Regions from separate parts of the Mus musculus genome. Here region 2 is linked to region 1. Evidence: chromatin contacts called from public Hi-C data. All regions are on one chromosome and are shown on one strand. The core of a region is the stretch at or near the end of the contact, and the rest is flanking DNA. Distances in the headings are between cores, read along the strand shown.

What was found. A called contact is a pair of places that touch in the nucleus more often than the background predicts.
Region 2: a contact with region 1 is called in a Hi-C map of the N1E-115 cell line, with 4 times the contacts expected there. The contact joins two enhancer-like sites. A contact is called at or near these places in 7 of 484 Hi-C or Micro-C datasets (the N1E-115 cell line, Sertoli cells, cerebral cortex and 2 more), 4 of 115 datasets of contacts at active chromatin or transcription factors (embryonic stem cells and fibro-adipogenic progenitors) and 1 of 9 other capture datasets (embryonic stem cells).

The regions. Positions count from the first base shown.
Region 1 is chr2:5,157,250-5,162,777 of GRCm38.p6, forward strand. All of the region lies in intron 2 of Ccdc3 (coiled-coil domain containing 3), which reads left to right. Among named protein-coding and RNA genes, the nearest start is that of Ccdc3, 22 kb to the left of the region's middle. Within about 2 kb of position 2,957, at least 8 of the 459 cell types and tissues checked have an H3K27ac peak or open chromatin away from gene starts, as enhancers often do. A contact at or near this core is called in the N1E-115 cell line, where this site is marked.
Region 2 is chr2:5,391,882-5,398,177 of GRCm38.p6, forward strand. All of the region lies in intron 3 of Camk1d (calcium/calmodulin-dependent protein kinase ID), which reads right to left. Among named protein-coding and RNA genes, the nearest start is that of Gm36906, 80 kb to the left of the region's middle. Within about 2 kb of position 4,715, at least 6 of the 459 cell types and tissues checked have an H3K27ac peak or open chromatin away from gene starts, as enhancers often do. A contact at or near this core is called in the N1E-115 cell line, where this site is marked.

The DNA of each region.
Region 1 (5,528 bases), core at 1,707-4,206:
GGTCAGAGGTGTGATGTCACTTCCTTCCTCCTACTTTATGGAGTTTCAGGGATCAAATTGGGGCCTCCAGGCTTTCATCCTTGGCTCCACGTGGGTTTTAGCCCCTGAGCCACCTTTCCAGCTCAGGGTCTTGATTTTATCCTTTTTTTCTTCCAGATTCCTCCTCCCTCTCAGAGGCCCTCTGAGCCACCCTTACCCAGGGGTTAGTTTCAGCGTTCAGCTTTCCCAGCATACATTGCCTTTATCATAGGCCTGCAGGGACATTTCTGAGGCTGCTGGATCTCAGTGCTTACAAATGCTGCCTGTGAACCTGGTGCTCAGGGAGATTTCCTGCTGTCCCCCTAGGCAGTCTTGGCTCTGGCTGCCCAGACTCTCTGGGATGCTGCCCGGCTTCAGAGGCTGTATCTCATCTCAGCCGTGACACCCGGCAGAATCATGCATCCCTCCTGGGGGGTGGGTGGGCTAAGCAAAGCCTAGATGCTGTTGGCAGGAACGTTCAGGGTCCCCCAGAGGTGACCTGGGACTCTTGAGGCCAGTCTGTTAATTTTGCACAGATGTGGGATGCAGACTGCCAGGGACAGAAAACTGTCTAATCCAACCCTGAAGTGCAACATCTCAGGAAGCTGTGAAGAGAGAGACAAAAAGGTCAGGGAAGTCAGAAAGTAGGGCTGCAAGACAACGGCTTATCCCATAGCCCTACCTGCTAGCATGGGGCCTGTCTGTAGTTTATGTATGTGAGTACACTATCACTCTCTTCAGACACACCAGAAGAGGGCATTGGATCCCATTTCAGATGGTTGTGAGCCACCATGTGGTTGCTGGGAATTGAACTCAGGACCTCTGGAAGAGCAGTCAGTGCTCTTTAAACTCTGAGCCATCTCTGCAGCCCAGCCTATCTGTATCGACTTTATATCCAGACACTGACACGGGGTTTCAAAAGTGTACAGTTGGGTGGTTGTTGTTTGTTTGTTTGGTTTTGCACATAGCTTTGTAGTTGAGTAAAATAGTCCTGCTGAAAGTTACTGGCAAGATGGCTCAGTAGGTAAAGCACTTGCCTCACAAGCTGGCAGATCAGAGTTTGAACTCCAGGAACCACATAAGAGAAGGGAAGTTATAGTGCTACATGCTGGTAAGCCAATTGCTGAGGCTGCACGGTGAGTCCCTGGGGCTCCCTGGCCAGCTAGCTCAGCCTACAAGCTCATTGAGAGACCTTGCCTAAAACAAACAAGGGGTGTAGCATGTGAGTGAGGATAGCCTACACACACACACACACGCACACGCACACGCACACGCACACGCACACGCACACACACACACACACACACACACAAGCACGTGCATGTCTACATGCACAGAACAAGAGAAATGAAACTGAAATTGCTCTGATCTGAAATACCCCTGGAGCTGTAAAGGATGCGACAGAGATGTAGATGTGAGCTGTAGATGATGTGAGCTGTAGATGTGAGCTGTAGATGTGAGCTGTAGATGTGAGCTGTAGATGTGAGCTGTAGATGTGAGCTGTAGATGTGAGCTGTAGATGTGAGCTGTAGATGTGAGCTGTAGATGTGAGCTGTAGATGGTGAGCTGTAGATGGTGAGCTGTAGATGTGCTCCAGTTGGTTCTGTATCTCAGGGAAAGTCCTTCCTTCTGTGTCCTGGCCCCAGGGCTGGAAAGAGGCTCTGAGAGAAGGACAGCTTTCTAGTTTTCAGGGACATGGGGACATGGTTGTAGTCCTCAGTACTTGGCTTACCAGAGATCAAGTGCCTGTGGTTTCTAGATTCCCTTCCTCTTCTCTCCCCTCTTCCCTTTTTCCTTCCTCCCTCTCTTCCTCTCTTTCTCCTTTCCTCCCTCCATCATTTTCTCTCCCTCCCTTCTTCTTCTCCCTCCTTCTCTCTCTTCCTTTCTTCCTCCTTCCCTCCCTCCTTCCTTCCTTCTTTTCTTCCTTCCTCCATTCCTCCACTCATTATTCCCTCCACAGAGACCCCAGGTTGCTTGCCCCAGCTCTCAGCTTGCTTGCTTTCTGCCCACCCTGGCTTGTGTGCTCCTTCCTTCCTTCCTTCCTTCCTTCCTTCCTTCCTCCCTCCCTCCCTCCCTCCCTCCCTCCCTCCCTTCTTTCTTTTTCTTTCTTTCTTTCTTTCTTTCTTTCTTTCTTTCTTTCTTTCTTTCTTTCTTTCTTTCTTTCTTTTTCTTTCTTTCTTCATGAGTATTTTTCACTCCCCCCCATATTTGGGGGCTGTGGTGGGTTGAATGGGAGTGGCCCCCTTAGACTCATAGATTTGAATGCTTCTCATTGGAGAGTGGTGCTACTTGATGGGGGGGGGGTGCTTAGGAGGCATGGCCTTGTTGGAGTGGGTGGGGCTTGTTAGAGAAAGTGGGTCACTGGGGATGGGCTTTGAGGCTTCCAAATGCTCAAGTCAGGCCCAGTGTCACTCTCTGCCTGTTGCTTGTGGATCTGAGTAGAACTCTCGAGCTCTTCCTCCAGCATCCCGGCCACCTGCACACTGCCATGCTTCCCACCATGATGACAGTGGACTAAACCTCTGAAACTGCAACAGCCCCAACTGAATGCTTTCCTTTGTAAGAGTTGCTGTGGTCATGGTGTCTCTTCACTGACTAACCCCCCAACTCCAACAGGCCCTACAGTTTCTTTCTGCTTCTTCACTACCTCATCCTTGCTGTCACAGGACCTCAAGGCTCTGCCACACGGCTGGTGGTGTAGATTAAGTCAAGGTACGTGTTAAAGGGCAGCAGTAAGAATTCGTTCCTTCCTTTCAAATACTTAAATTTAAAAGCCTTGAGCCTTTCATCCTGAAATGAGAGTGAGGTACACGTTTTAGAGCTGGAGAGTGACTTCTGTCCAGATGATGTATTGGGTTCCTTCGACCACACAGTTGATACCATCCAGACCCCGCCATGCACAAGTCCAGGCTGAGCTTGTTCATGTGCACTGTGGCTCCAGAAAAAGATGGAGCCCATATCCAGGCATGACCCCAGTGAGTATTTATCTGAAGCGGGTAATGAGCGAGACTTTGGTCTTCTCACATCCAATTCTGTTGATGAACAATAGGCACTTAACGCGTGTCTGTTTGGGATGAAATATTGAGACTGCCAATGGAGGCAGCAGAGCACATGGTCCAGTGTTTAAAATACTGCTTATGAAATCTTACTGGAGAGGCCCCAGGGGAGCCTGGATTCTGTTATGAGAAACACTAATTAATTGAAGCCCTCTGTGGAGGTCACTTCTAAAGCCTCGAGACAATCTCTGTAGCAAATGGATTTCTCTCTTGCCTGGGGGGTGGGGGCATCACTTTCTGGAGGGACCTGCTGATGACGGAGGCTTTTAGAAGCTCTGGTTGCCAACACTGCAATCTAAGTGCCTATTCTAAGGGTGGGGGTTTGCCCTCCTCCTTTAAGATCTATACGGACGGCTGGTTTGATGGACCTGACGGACTGAGATGGAAGAGAGTTGTCTTCTGACCACCGCATACATGTTGTGGTGTGTGCATCCCCCCACTGTGCACATGTTTGCATGCACACGCACACACACACACACCAAATAACAATAATAAGGAGCTTTATGTATCCAGTATCAGTGAGCATCAGGGACATCGAGGCAGCACTGAGGAATGACAGTCCCGAAATTACTGAAGGTGGATGGCATCTCAGAATCTGGACTGGGACAGACCTAGGGTAGCATCTTAGCTCTGTTTCTTATGAACTCTGCAAGCGCGTTTATGTCCTTCAGTGTCACCGAGCCTTAGCTTTGGCTATGGGCTACAAGAATGGTCCCCTTTCTGAGTTTTGAGATCTAGGTGAGATGTCCATGCAGCGTTCAGCACAGACATTGAGACACAGACGAGGAAGTGTCCCACGGGAGAAAGGGGGGGTCTCAGGTTTAGTGAGTCCCAAAGGGCCTGCCTTGTGACCCATGGGCATTTACCTGCCATTGCAGCGTGGGGTAGAGCTCATGGTGGCAGAGTCTGGACTTCTAAGTGGATGCCTCTTCAGAGCCCGAACCCCTGATGGTGGGAGGCATGGGGTGGGGCACTCAGAAGCCTGCCATGCTGTGCAGCGCCCTCTGCTGACGTGTGAGAGTCTTTGTCCAGGCCAGAGCATGAGGTGATGGCTGCTGTGGAGAGCGTTGGTATAGAGACAGTGTGGGCTAGTGGGTGACTCAGAGCCCTCACCCCATTTAATCATTTTATGATTGAGAGGAGGCAGTGGTTTGTAAAGACTAGGTTTGCGGGCTGGGGGTGGTCCTTACTTGGCAGAATGCTTGCCTAACATGACTGACGCTCTGGGTTTGATTCCCAGAACTGCATAAACTGATGGCCACGTGGGAGGTCCAGAAGTTCAAGGTCATCCTAGGCTATGTAGCAATTGGAGGCCAGCCTGGGCTATGTGAGGCATTGTCTTGGGGGAAGGAAAAAAAAGGAAAAATTAGATTTGGCACCAGGGAGTTGGTTTAGTCAGGAGCTTAGGAAAGTACTGACTGTGGAAGGAGGGGGAGACAGGAGGATCCCTGAACTTCACTGGCCAGCCAAATTAGACAAACCAGTGAGTTTCAGGTTGAGAGAGAGAGAGAGAGAGAGAGAGAGAGAGAGAGAGAGAGAGAGAGAGAGAGAGAGAGACTCTCTCTAATAAAGCAAAACTGAAGAACAACTAGGGATTAGATCAGACATTGATCCCTACTGTCTGCACACACCTGTGTACACTTGTAAGCACACCTATACACACACACATATACCAAACTAGAAAAAAATAGATTTTGTTTCTTATAGCACAGCAAGTGGGATAGAGATGCAGGAAACTCCCACATACCTGCTGCCTTCACATATGTGCAGCCTCCCTGACTGTCAACACCCCCAGCAGGGTGGGACATGGCTTTAAGGATCTGTCAGCCTACAGTTATAGATACTGTTATCACACGGGCCCCATGGCTTTCATTAGGGTCCATGTTTGGTGTTACATTTGTGTGTGGGCAAATACAGAATAGCTTGTATCTGCCATTAGTGTGTCTTTCAGAACAGTCCGTCTACTCCAAGCATCTTCTGTCTTCCACTGGTTCAGGATTCATCCCCTCTTCTCTGGTCTTCTTTTCAGCAAGGGTTGAATTATTTGTATACAGACAGCACTATGTACGGCCCATGTGTCTGTTTTTATCTGTTTGTGTGGTGATGCTATGGATGAAAGCAGCCCAGGGACCAGATGAAGAGAGCACACCCCACAAGATGTTGGCCCTTGTGACTGTGGAGTTTTGGTTTGATAAGTCTCCTCTTAGGGCAGAGTGTGTCTTAGAATTCTGGACCATCCCATTCCCCATATCAGCACCTCCTTTGCTAGCCCACTCCCTCCTCTGACTCCAGTGCTCTTTGTAAAAGATTTTATTATATTTAGTGTGTGTGTGTGTGTGTGTGTGTGTGTGTGTGTGTGTGTGTGTACATGCATGTGCACATGTGCAAGCCACAGCATGTATCTGGAAATTAGGACAATTTGTATGACTCAGTTTTTTTCTCCCACCGTGTGGG
Region 2 (6,296 bases), core at 3,465-5,964, 240 kb after region 1:
TTATTTTTACTTTGAAATTTTCAAGTGCTTCCTGTATCCATCAGTCGACAGTGAGACGTAATGGAAACACAGGGTGAAACGAACTCACTGTGGAAGATCATTGATATCAGACATGCACATCTGACCTCGTGTTTCGTTCTGTTAGAACCAGTAACTCTGGGACAGAGTTGGAAAGCCTGCGCAGCAGACACCATTCCGAGTACACTTCTGATACTGAAAGTATGTAAGACATATTTTAAAAATGACCTTGCATTTGTGTGACTTGGGAGTATCCTTGAAACAAGACATAGTTAATATAGTTTAAAAGCATGCCCAGTTTCTGTGGTACTGGGCACCAAACCCAGGGCTTCATGCATACCAGGCAAGTGCGCTAGCAACTCAGGTATATCCTCAGCCCTCGAACCCAGATCTTCTTCTTGCTTCAAGCCTGTTGAGTTGTGCCCACTCCTTAACATCCCTCATAAGCCTGGTCAAAGGCCTCCATAGAGGGAATTAATCAGCACCAGCAGCCAAGTGTCCTGTGGTCTGCTTTTCAGAACTCCCCACGTGGTTCCTGCAAGTCTTTGGCTCCCAATTAATTCTCAGGCTCAACAGCCTGAAGGGTGAGAGTGGACATAACACACATCTCAGCAGACCTGCCTAGAGCAACCTCTTGTATGGGAAAATGAAAGGCCGTGGATCCGAACCTTTGTTGACTCTTTTAGGGTCATTAACAAAAAAGGAACATCTCATTGTAGTGGTTTCCTTCTCAAAACCAAAACCAAAACCAAAACCAAAAACAACCCTGGAAGACCCAAATAGCCAGAAAGGCTCCTATTTCCATGCTAAATCACAACCACTGGCTTGTGCCAACGAAACCCTGTTTGCTGGAGTTGAAATGAGAAAATGTGTGAACAGTTGTTGTCTCTGAGATATCATCCCCAGGTCTCCTTACCCCGGAGCATTGGTCAGATTGAAAGATGAATAGGAATGCCTTGAAGGGACTTGTTGGAGGAGACTAGTCACAATGTGTCAGCTTCCTCATGCCATTCAACACGTCTCTCTTCACCCAACAACAAGCATCAGTTCTTCTGGCTGTTAATGGTCCATGTCTTGATACACAGATTATTCACCTTCAGATGTACATGAAGAAATGAAACCTGGACAAGTATGCTCTGCATGATGCCCTAACACTTGCCTCTCCTCTCACTGATGCTAGGAGTTCCACAGATGAGTCAGATTGCCTTCCCTCTTGCAATTAAAAGAAAACCTTTCAGTATTATACACATACAATTCATCTTGATACCATCCACCCCCTATTAGCCTGTCATAACCCTAATTTCAATAACTCCCTTCTTCCCCAAAAGTCTCTCTACTACTAATCCAGTCTCCAACCCCCACCTTTATGTGTTTTCAGGTCTTGTCCACTGCTGTGTCTTCATGGGTGCAATGGCCCCACCATATCCAGAAGTTGGCATTTGGCAGCAATCCTAATAATCTTGCTAGCCATCATCCATAACGTGCTCTGGGTCTTGAAGGGGAAGTTACAGATGTTCCATTTAGGGCTGAGGGATTAACAGTTACTTATTATCAGCACTTTGACTGGACATGAGTCTCTGAATTAACCATCACCCTCTGCTTAAAGATACTTCTCTGACCAAGGAAGAAAGTAGGTGCAAGTTCTGACCAAGTTTACAGTGGCAGGTATCTATTCCTCCCGTGGAGCGGGTCACAGATTGTGGGAAGCCACATGTGCCGTTGCTGAGTGGCACTGACTACTGCTGGCCACCATGCATAAGATTGGACAAACAACCAATGTGTACATATGCAGTAAAGTTTTTTGCAAAGACACTGCCTGGCCCAGGCATGATAATGAGGTTCTGTAAGGTACTGAGAGTATAACCAATCAGATGTGAGATATGCAAATGAGGTATGATAATGAGGTTCTGTAAGGTACTGAGAGAGAGTAGCCAATCAGATGAGGAACATGCAAATGAGGCTTAGTGCATAACCAATCCGGGTGTGAGACACGCCCCTCCTAGGCCTATAAAAGCAGCACTAGTTCTGGGCTTGAAGTCTTTTCGCCTCTACAATCAAGCTCTCCCAATAAACGTGTGCAGAAGGATCCTGTTGCAGCATCGTTCTTCCTGGCCAGTCGAGCGCGCGCAAGAACAGATCCAATCAGAAAGCACTGGGTTGCCTACAAGCAAGTATGCTAATATTACATCAATGAGCACATCTCACATTGCCAGCCAGTACACTACTCCTAGGTAGGGCTGCTGAGGAATCGAATGCCTTAGCAACCTACCAGCACCTTCTGCCACCATGAATGCAGTGGCCAACAGGAGGAAGCTTCCGGAGTGTTTCTAGCCCCATTTCTCTATCCCGGATCCAAGTGTGTGGTGTCTTCAGAAATAGGCTCTAGCCACCAGGTTGGCTTATGTTACATGGATGTGGAAATCACTTTAAACAATTTTCAAGGTTAGAGACGGAGTTCAGTCAAGTAGAGTGCTTGACTAATGTTCATAAAGCCTCAGGTTTGAATTCCAGTACTATATAAGACAAGCATATTGGTGCATGCATAATTCCAGAGACAAGGGAATCAGAAGTTCGAGTTATACTCAGTATGCAGAGTCCTGAAGTTCAGCCTGGGATACCAGGGAGTATCTGAATAAACCACACTTGGATCAGGGGTAACTGCTTGACGTAGCACCACTCTGATAGTCATTTCCAAAGACACAACTCCTGACAGACGACAAGAGCTTTGATCAGCAACACCTGTATCACCGAGAGCTAGTTAGAGTTGCAAAGTAATGCCCTTTCCCTATCATACCCAGTGACCAGAATATCTTCGAGTTGGGAGCCATAATCGAGATGACTCTCTCTATATGATAAGCTTGATATCTGTCATGCCTTACGGCATATCCCATTCGAACCTCTCAGCTGTACTTCCTAGCGTATGGGAACCCAAGAGCTAGATTAAGACATTTATTGTCCACAGAGAACTGGCAGAGATGTTTCCATGTTCCCCTAGGGTTAACTGCAGAAGAAATCTGCTAAATAAAAACACTCACTGGGGTGTGTTGTGTCTCCTTTAAGAGCCCAAAAGACCATCCAGGAGCCAACTCTGATGTAATCATATTAGGGTCTCTTTCTTATAAACTTGAGCTTGGACTTACTCACCACAGACCTCCAGGACAGTTTGGTGAAGTAGCCCTGAATTCTCATTGGGACAAGGTTTTATAGGAAATGGGAGCAGGTGAGGGGGTGTCCATCCTGGCAAGCATCTAACTGAATGACTATCGTAAGCCGACAGGTGGGTGTTCTGAAACAAAACCATGAATAATCACAAATGGTCTGAAAGTACATCTAAAACAATCAGACTAGTTTGATTAACTGTTGCTAGGAAGTAGCTAGGGAGTGATTCTGGGGTATGGACCAAGGACAGGCCATGGGGTCCTTGCAGGCACTTAGGTGCAGCTTGGATTTAGCTGCTGGTCAAGTTTTCAGGTTTTTTTGTTTGTTTGTTTGTTTGGTTGGTTGGTTGGTTGTTTTTTCTGTTTTTAAGATGAAGTCGATGGAGTAGGTTTGACCTCTCAGGTGCATATAGATATGACAGTGATATCCATTACTCAAGAGCCTGAGACACAGAATCCTAAGTTCAAGACCAGCCTGTACAACTTAGCAAGACACCATCCTAAATTAAATTAAATTAAATTAAATTAAATTAAATGATGGTCAGGGATTTAGCTCAGTGGTCCTGGTTTGTTCTCTGACACCAGAAATTAAAACAGAAATTAAACAAGAAAACAGAAAGCCTGTTCCAAGAGGAGGAGGAGGAGGAGGAGGAGGAGGAGGAGGAGGAGGAGGAGGAGGAGGGAGACTATAAGTGTTTGGTGTGGGGAAAAGGATGGTACATAGAAGGTATGACCCTAAAATAAGTGAGGACAATCATTTAGGTCAACTCCATCCAGCTTGCTTCCTTTATGTTGGCTCATTTTTGGTCAGAGCAAAATCAGGGGAATGTCTCCCTCCATTCTTCAGTAGTGTAATGGGATGCATGGTGAGACCTTGTGGGAAGCATTTATGAAACAAAGGGTGCTCAACACAGTCTGGTCAGAGAATCTGTAGGGTCAACCCCCCACAGTGGTTTCACTGTACCTCTATTTGGTTTTGATGAGTCAAACAAATCTCTCTGATGTGTTTTGCAAATGTGAATATGCCCAAGAGGACGATAGGGAAAAGAAAGGCAAATTGAAGAGATGATATGAAGTCAGTGGGGACTTCCTCTGTCTGTTCTCAGTGTTCGTGGGAAGGGTGAGATCTAACAGTGAAACTCTCAAGGTCCTGTGTGTTCAGAAAAGAAGCATAAGAGAGGAGGATCAAGAGATGGGTGGTTCCAGCTTTAAAACAATGAGAAAGCCTGTGAAATCAAGTCACGACTCATGAGTAGAAACAGCCCTGAGGTTCTTACATCATTAATCAATTAATTACATCACACACCAAACACACATACACACATACACACACATATACATGTACACACATGCACACACACACACACACACACACACACACACACACACACCATTCTTGTGTTGTATGAAAACTCAAACACCATTTCATAATCAAAGAAGTGGCACGCCAAGCAATAACACTGCTCAGTTCAGCCTGAAGTCAGAAGACCCACTCAGCCATCAAGCTGCCTTTCAGGGAAGGCAATCTATCTCCCCTAAGTGCAGATTTAAAAACTAGAGGGAGCCATCTGGTGGCTTGAGTGTCTGTTAATTAAAACCCTTCTCTTAGCTTTGTACCCCATGGGCACCTTTACTTCAGCAAAAAGGCATTAGACAAAGCAGTGGTGAGTCTGGACACCAGACCTGAGTTTGATCCTTAGCATCCATGCAAAAACAAAAACAAAAACAAACAAACAAAAACAACAACAACAAAATAAACCCAGACATGGTGGTGTGTAACTGTAACCCCAGTCAGTGCTGGGGGACCCCAAGGGCTTGTTGGCCATTGAGTCTAGCCAAAATGGCAAGTTCCAAATTCAGTGAGACCATATCTCAAAAAAGGAAAAAAAATAATAAGGTGAAGAACCAACTGAAAAAGACGTCCCAAAGGCAGACTCTGGCCTCCACATGTACTAGCATAGTGGAGTCCAGATGCATATCTGCATATGTATACTCACACACACACACATACACACAGAGACACACACACACAGACATGTGCACAGACACACACATACACAAATACACACATACACATGCACACACACACCAAACACACACATACATACACACACAAACACACACACATACACACACAGAGACACATGCACACACACACATACACACATACACACACAGAGACACATGTACACACACACATACACACACATATACATGTACACACATGCTCATGCATACACACACACACATACACAAACACCACACACACACACACCCCATTCTTGTGTTGTATGAAAACTCAAACACCATTTACTGGGAATTAAAAAAAAAGAAGCTTTCCTGTGCTGTATCAATGTCAAACATCTATGTTTACACAGAATCTAATCAAGATTAAGAGTGTGTACCCTCAGGAGGAATACTGGAAGTATTTCCCTATTTCTGAAAACGAACCCAAATGAAGAGTCTATGAATGGTAAAAGGTTTTGCTTTGAACTTGATCTTAAGATCAAGTACCACATGCAGTAGGAGACAACTGAATAGGAATAAAACTAAAAATTAACTGAAATCATGTGAGCCAATGGCCCCCTGAGAGGTTACACAGGTTTCACGAGCTTGGTCATGTTTCCATTTTGGTAGTAGACTTTTCCAGAAAACCTCAACTACTGAAACCCATTAAAATAATTTGGTTTAATGTGCCCTTCCATTCAGTTCTGCCTGGGGATTGCTACTGATTGCAGTATAATGTCTGTTTTTGCAAATGTTGATTTTCTCCTCTGTGGCAGATCTTTTTATTTTTTTTCTCACGGAGGAAACTTCATGTGTTATAATCACCAGGAAATAATTACTTCAAAACTGGAGACAAAGCTGGGCATCGTGGTTCGTGCCTTTACTCCCAGCATTTACTATGTAGTGGCAGGTGGATCTCTGTTAGTTCAAGCCAGTCTGCAATACAGAGTGAATTCCAGGCCAGATAAAATAGTGAGACCCCCCATATCAAAAAACTAACAAAATAAAAGGAAACCTGCAGACAGTTGCCTTGAGTCTGAGGTGCTCCTTTGTGCCAACAATAACCTCTGTCAACGTTTCTCCTCTCTCTCTCCAACTTGCTCAGCCCTTAGC